2 separate regions of the Gossypium arboreum genome follow, and region 1 is linked to region 2. The links are chromatin contacts, called in public Hi-C maps. All regions are on one chromosome and are shown on one strand. Each heading gives the region's core, a stretch centred on a gene start, on an enhancer-like site or on the middle of the called end of the contact. The rest is flanking DNA. Distances are from core to core; before and after follow the strand shown.

Region 1 (3,597 bases), core at 444-2,943, 180 kb before region 2:
GTCCTTATCCTTCTCTTTATGTTTCTCTCCCTTTTCCTCCTTATGCATTAGCTTTTCCTTCTCCATTGATTTGGTCTTTAGCTTCTCTTCCTTCTCATGGCTTGGCTCCATATCCTTTGCCTTTGACTTTGAAATACACTTCTTTCTTCTCCAAACTCGAATGTAAACCTTTCCTATGTTTTATTTTTTATTACAAATTCCCTGAAAGAAATGCTGCATATAAATAAGCAAGTACAGAGTACAATTAAACTTAACTGTGTAAGGAATGGTTGATACATTACAACATGTAACAATATTCAAAATATCTGAAACAAGAAAAACAGTTCCCCAATGCAACCCCAGCACTAAATTACCTTTGACAGACACACAAGACTATCAAGATCTTATATATTCAACATACAATATTCATCAACATGGATGATTATCTCTACATCATTTCACAAGCCAAGAAAAGAAACCCAGATTCATTTTCCCCAGATAAACGATCAAAACAATTGATCAGTAAAAATCAAACCCTTCATATTAACAAGCTTTCAGAAAAATGAAATAAAGATCCAAAGGCAACATAATTAAAATGAAATCTAGAGATGTATGTACCTTTGACTTGCTAAGACAGGCAGATGCAAAGGTTTTTTTTAAGACAGAAGTAGAGTTATGTGGGAAATGGGGAAGGTTCAATTGCTTTATATAAAGGGGTAAGTTGGGTATTGAATATTTGATTGAATCAGCCCGCCAATGATCCAAGGTAGTTGAAGGGATGAAAATGTTGAACGTTGAATAAGAGAAAATAATAAGTAAATAAAAAGTTTCAGCCAGAGGATGAAAAACCCCCTTCTAGATCTTGATAAGAAAAATATTACTTTAAAAATACATTATTATATATTATTTTTTTACTTAATAGTTTTTATTTGTAAAATAAAAAATTTCTACTATTAATATACTAAATAGTAAATAATATGTTTTTAACTCAAAATAATATAATTTTTTGCAAAAATATACGTTTAAAAATTCTAACTACGAAAATTATCTGTCAGTATAATTTTAAAAATTCCAATAAAATCAGTCAAATAATATATAATATATTTTATAATTTTTATTTTTATTTTATTTTTATCAATTTTAATAATATATATTGTAATATCAAATTCTAACAAAAAATATTTATTAATCTAAATAAAAGTCGATAAAGGAAATTGAGTATAGTTATGCGTATTATACTTCAAACAATAAAATGATTTTTAAATAAAAAGAAAAAAAACCCACACCACTTGGTCATATATTTATAAACATTATCCTTCATATATGTGCAATATTAAATATATTTTATAAATAATGTAATTATAATTATAATAAAGGTTATAAAAATATTAAATAAAATTTATGTTTAAAATGGGTTGAAAAAACAACCTTGTGTAGCTGTAGCCTTTGCTCCAACGTGGCGCCGCCCACAAATGAAGGTAACAAGGACAAATGTGTAAACTAAAAAGAATCATTTTCAGACAAGGAAAGCCAAAGTTTCGAGTTTCCGCGGCCTAAACTCTAAAAGAGAAAGAATGTTCCTCATCTGAAACCGTGTCTAATCAACAATGACCGTTAATCATCCATCAAACCAGGGACCTACAAATTTCAACGCCTATGATTAAATAATTTCCCTACAATTCACCGTACTTGATAATCTGTCTCCACGCTTTTTTGAAGTTTGCTTTTGCCATTCTTCTGAAACGGATCCCCACCTCTTTTGTTTCTCCCTTTTCTCTCTTAAAAATTCACAGGAAAAAAAAAAAAGAAAAAAAAAAGTTGAAACCTTAAAATTTAAAAAAAGACCTGGTTTTTTTAAATGTAAAAAAAAAAAACCAGGTCTTATCAACAATTATAATAGTTATAGTGTTATTATTAATTAAAATTAATAATAATATCGTTTTAGCTTTCTCCATTTTTTGTTTCTTCTCTTTGAAGCTTCGTTTAGTCTTGTTCATCTTTCCACAATGAACAACCTTTTAACGGTAACATTTTGCAACTTTCGAATTGTTTCTACTCATTTATTTGTTTGCCTGTGTTGGTTTTTGTTTCGATTTAAGTTTTTCTTTATTATTTTTATTGATGAGGATAGCTGCATTTTGTATATTTTATTTGGATCCTGATTAAAAGAACAGAAAATTAACGTTATTGGAAAATGATTGTTAGGAGACTAGTGAGCTAATTTTTCTTATAAGACGAAGGTTAATATAAATTGCTGTTAATTCAGTAGGAATTGAATCAATTTAGAAGTTTATCAAGCTAATTAATTAATTAGTCTTAGGAGTTGAAAACTAGATCAAAAGAACTTATAACTTAAGCTTGTAAAGGAATGTAATCAGCATTCGTTGAATTTAAAAGGAAAAAAAAACTGAGCATGAACTTGTGTTATGTAATTTTTAAATTTTGTGTGGATAGAAAAATGTTTTTAGGTATAATTAAGATATTTTCAGAAGGCTCTCTTTGTAAATTCTTGGTCTGTTTAGAATAAGCAGATGAGCTTGTCTGCCTTGAATTATGCTTTAGTAAATTTTATCTTGGGTTGGTATAAACTAGTTGCACTCGTGCTCTATTTCTTGCAGGAGTCCTGTGAATTCCCTAGAGGTGGATCCCAAGGTAGAGATGTCGAGTTAGGAGCTCCAATGAACTCTGGAGAACTCTGCCTTCAAGAATTCTTTGTAAAGGTGCTATAGACTTCTTGATGTAATAATTATCCTCTGTAAGCTAAGCTGCAATATATTGGATTCGTAACTGCAATTGCAACTTTTCTTCGTGTTCATCTCTTTAGGTGGAATTAAATTTCTTTATGGAATAAGCTATGGCTTGAATCACTGATCTCCTGCTATGTTTTGTCTTTTCCAGGTTCAGGAGATAGATAAACAATATGAGAAGCTGGATAAGCTACTCAAAATGCTTCAGGTATCTTATTTAATATATTTCCCGATTCCTTGTATGATACCGAAGCTTCAAGATATCTGCCTTCAATATTTTCCTTACTAGTATGAATTTTAGGAATTGTTGGATGTAATTCATCTAAAACTGACTGAAACCTTGAGGATTCCTCAGTTTTTAATACTGATATGGAAGAAGAGCAAAAATTTTGGCTTGGATCTTTCCTGAGCTTTGACATTACTTAATCTTTCATCCCTTCCTGATGTTAAAGTTCGTTCAGCTTTAGTATTGTTTTTATGATTTTCAAGACTGCAGTTTGAAAGCACTAGCATCCCGCTCTCTCTCTAGCCATAAAACCTATAGTGAAGAAATCTATTTAGGTTGCTAAATTCCAAGTTTTCCCATTTAGTGTTTCGTGAATCCAAGGCCAAGATATATACTTGCTGGATGATTTGTGAGTGATGAATCTTGTGAGCGACATCATTGGCTATTGATTAAGATGTTCGGATGCCATTTTCATTCAAATATTTTATGCAGGATGCACATGAGGAATCAAGGGCAGTAGCTAAGGCTCCTGACATGAAATGTAAGCAATATTCTGTTTCATGTTTCTCTTACATTCATAGTTTCAGTGAAAGCTGCAGGGAAAACAAATGATGAGGTCTGTGCTTGTATCTTTTCATTTATCAC
Region 2 (3,706 bases), core at 436-2,935:
AATAATAATGGTAATTTTTTTCTAATGTGAACTTGATTTTTTCTATAAAATTATGATTGGTGGGTAATATTTTTAGAACTTTGGTTTCTTAAGATTTAGAAGTTAATTTCTTTTAATTCTATTAGGGTAAACTATATCAAATGTCCCTAAAACTTATTTAAAATTGTATTTTGGTTACTTAACTTTCAAAAGTTATATAACAATTATCAAATTATTACATTTTTATAATTTGTTTGTTAACTACCGTTCTGAGGTTGACGTGACACGTTAATTTAAATGGTTAATTACTAATTTGGTCCCTAAACATAACTAAAATGTTATTTTGGTTTTTTTTTTTAAAATTTTGTTCTTTTTAGAATTATTGTTAAGATTTTTTTAAAAAAAATGATATTTTAGTTATAGTTCAAGGACCAAATTCGTAATTAAACATTTAAATTAGCGTGCCACGTTAAGAGACGGACAAGTGACGAAAATGTAACAATTCGATAATGTTAATGACTATTATGTAACTTTCGAAAGTTGAATAATCGAAATATAATTTTAAATAAAATTGACCCTTCTATTTATTATACCATATTAATGTATCACACCTACTAAATTAAAAATTTTATTATCCTTTTAGGCATCGGATGCAAATGAATTGAGACAAATAAGTGAGAAAAAAATGAAAAAAAAATTACAATGTTTAAATCATATTGAAATTATACTATTTTTCTTAAGTTGGTCCTTAAAGTGATACCTAAACTACAATTCATTGTCCAAATTACTCTGCCCCTTAAAAAAATCTCTTAAACCTTTTGGATTTTTTTAGTTAAAAATTGGCAAGTGTGATAAAATTAGGGATAATATCACATTTGATACTATACTTTCATAAAATGTTTAATATGGTACTTCTACTTTGAAAATGTCCAACGTGGTACTTGTAATTTGGAAATGTAAAATGTAGTACTCGTAATTTAGAAATGTCCAATGTGATAACTGAATTATTAATATGTGTTTTTATTATTATACATGTATTTCATAAAATGTCCAATGTAATACTTGTAATTTGAAAATGTTCAATCTAGTACCTAAACTACTAATATAAATTTTTATATTTTTAATATTTTAAACAATAAAACAAGCCAAGTCAAGTTAGGCCTAGCCAAGTCTGTCTCAAAAACGAGTCGAGCCAATCGGTTTGGCTATTACAAGGCCCATAAAAGCCTCTTATTACCATTTAAGGAGTAAATAACATATTTTTAAAAAAATAGATTTTTATATATTTTAATAATTTTAAAATTTAAAATTAATTTTTATATTTTTAATTTTAAATATTTCTTTTTAAAATTTTTTGAATTCTTTTAAGAATTATATATTTAGTTTTTTACATTTTATTTAAAAATGAAAAATAGGTCATTTTAATTTTTTCTGCAATTTTAAAGAATAAAGATAAAATAAAAAACTGTAAACATTGAGGGTTAAAAGATATTTGATCAATTTTTAACTGTAATTTTAAGAACAAAATTAGACAAAAGGACCAAGATTTTAAAATTAAAAAGTACAGGACTCACTGTCCCAAAATTATAGAGACTAAATCTTAAATTTCAAAAGAGTACAAGGAAGATTTTAAAAAATTCAAAAAATAAAATTTAATTATTAAATGAGATTGAATATTTGGAATTAAAAGGAAAAGTGAGTAAAATGAAAATGTGTAAGAGTAGAGAGGCATGAAGAAGAAATGGACCGACAACTTTTGGTTTCGTTTAAAACACTCCCCTCGCACTCGCACTCGCGCTCGCAAACCCTGCCTTAAAATTCGTATCTATCTTCTTCTTTATTTCTTCTTTCCTTTTGTTATATTGGGATTGGGGAGGCGCCACAAATACAAAAAACCCCAAATAACAAAAACAAATTATATCCTCCTAAAACCCTGAAACTCGCCCATGGCCACCGATCAAACTCAGCTCCAACTCGCTCAACTCGCCCACATCTTGGGCCCCGATTCGACTCACTTCGAAACCCTAATCTCCCACCTCATGTCTTCCTCCAACGACCAACGTTCCCAGGCCGAGTCACTCTTCCACCTTGCCAAACAAACTCACCCCGACTCTCTCTCCGTCGCTCTCTCCCGTGTCTTATCCTCATCCCCTCGTCCCGAACTCCGCGCCCTCTCCGCCGTCCTCCTCCGTAAAATCCTAACTCCCGCCGCTGATTACTCCTTTCTCTTTCCCCTCCTAGCTGAATCCACACGCGCCGCCATTAAATCCACGCTTTTATCCTCCCTCCAGACCGAAGAATCGAAAGCTAACGTAAAAAAACTCTGCGATACAATTTCCGAACTCGCTTCTTCCGTCGTTGCTACTAGAGGCTGGCCGGAACTATTGCCATTCCTCTTCCAATGTGTGAATTCTAAGAATCCCAACCTCGAAGAATCTGCTCTTTTAATTTTCTCTCGATTAGCTCAAAACGTCGGAGAAACAACGGAAACCCTAATCCCTCATTTAAACACTCTTCATTCCGTCTTCTTCAATTGTTTATCAAATCCGTCAAGTTGCGACGTACGAATCGCAGCTTTAAGCGCCTCAGTCAGTTTCATTCAATGCATTTCAAACCCCAAAGATCGGGACGCTTTCCAAGATTTGTTGCCGTTGATGATGCAGACGTTGACCGAGGCGTTGAACTCTGGATTAGAAGCCACAGCTCAAGAGGCTTTGGAATTGTTAATTGAGTTAGCCGGGACTGAGCCGAGGTTTCTAAGGAGGCAAATAATGGAAGTAGTAGGATCGATGTTACAAATTGCTGAGGCGGAGAGTTTAGAAGAAGGAACACGCCATTTAGCCATTGAATTTATAATTACGTTAGCAGAGGCGAGAGAGAGGGCTCCGGGGATGATGAGGAAGTTACCACAATTCATAAGGAGGTTATTTTGGGTGTTGATGAATCTATTGGTGGACATTGAAGATGAACCGGATTGGTATAATGCAGAGAGTGAGGATGAGGATGCTGGGGAAACAAGTAATTATGGGGTTGGTCAGGAGTGTTTAGATAGATTGTCGATTTCATTAGGAGGGAATACTGTTTTACCAGTGGCTTCAGAATTGTTTCCGGTGTTTTTGGCTGCTTCAGAGTGGCAGAAACGACATGCTGCTCTCATTGCACTTGCTCAGATTGCTGAGGGTTGTTCCAAGGTTTGAATTTTGAAGTTCCAAATTAACAGTTTGATCATATTTAATGCACTGTGTATGTTTATTCTATTTGGAGCTTGCATGTCACTTCTTGCTACCTATATAATAATGATAAGACACTATTAGAAGCTTAATTTTTTATGTTTTGTTTATTCTAGACGTGGCATTTATAATTTGAGTGGATTTGAATTAATATAGGTTCTACGGTTAACTTGATAAATAATTGCTTTATCTATGTCCCTTGATCAATGGGGCTGATTTTGATTAAATTGTAATATGCTTCATTGTTTCTGAACGGGTTTTGCTTTTCTTTTCTTCTTCTTGCCAGGTGATGATAAGAAATCTAGAACAGGTAGTGTCAATGGTTTTGAATTCATTTCATGATGCCCATCCTCGTGTTCGATGGGCAGCTATTAATGCCATTGGGCAGTTGTCTACGGACTTGGGCCCAGAGTTGCAGACTCAATATCATCAGAGAGTGTTGCCTGCACTAGCTGGAGCCATGGATGACTTCCAGAATCCTCGTGTGCAGGTTTCCC

Evidence for each region. Hi-C and Micro-C count contacts between places; a contact is called where the count stands out from the background.
Region 1: a Hi-C map of leaf shows a contact between it and region 2, with 4 times the contacts expected there. The contact joins the promoter of LOC108474239 here to the promoter of LOC108473627 in region 2. A contact is called at or near these places in 3 of 5 Hi-C or Micro-C datasets (all in leaf).

What each region holds. Positions count from the first base shown.
Region 1 is chr11:99,458,597-99,462,193 of ASM2569848v2, reverse strand. It overlaps LOC108474239 (syntaxin-132-like), which reads left to right and starts at 1,693. Exons shown (of 13, transcript XM_017776180.2): 1 at 1,693-2,003; 2 at 2,598-2,699; 3 at 2,878-2,934; 4 at 3,445-3,493. The coding sequence starts at 1,986. It overlaps LOC128283553, which reads right to left and starts at 792. Exons shown (of 2, transcript XM_053020962.1): 1 at 598-792; 2 at 1-213. The coding sequence starts at 111.
Region 2 is chr11:99,279,545-99,283,250 of ASM2569848v2, reverse strand. LOC108473627 reads left to right here and starts at 1,685. Exons shown (of 20, transcript XM_017775301.2): 1 at 1,685-3,170; 2 at 3,496-3,699. The coding sequence starts at 1,926.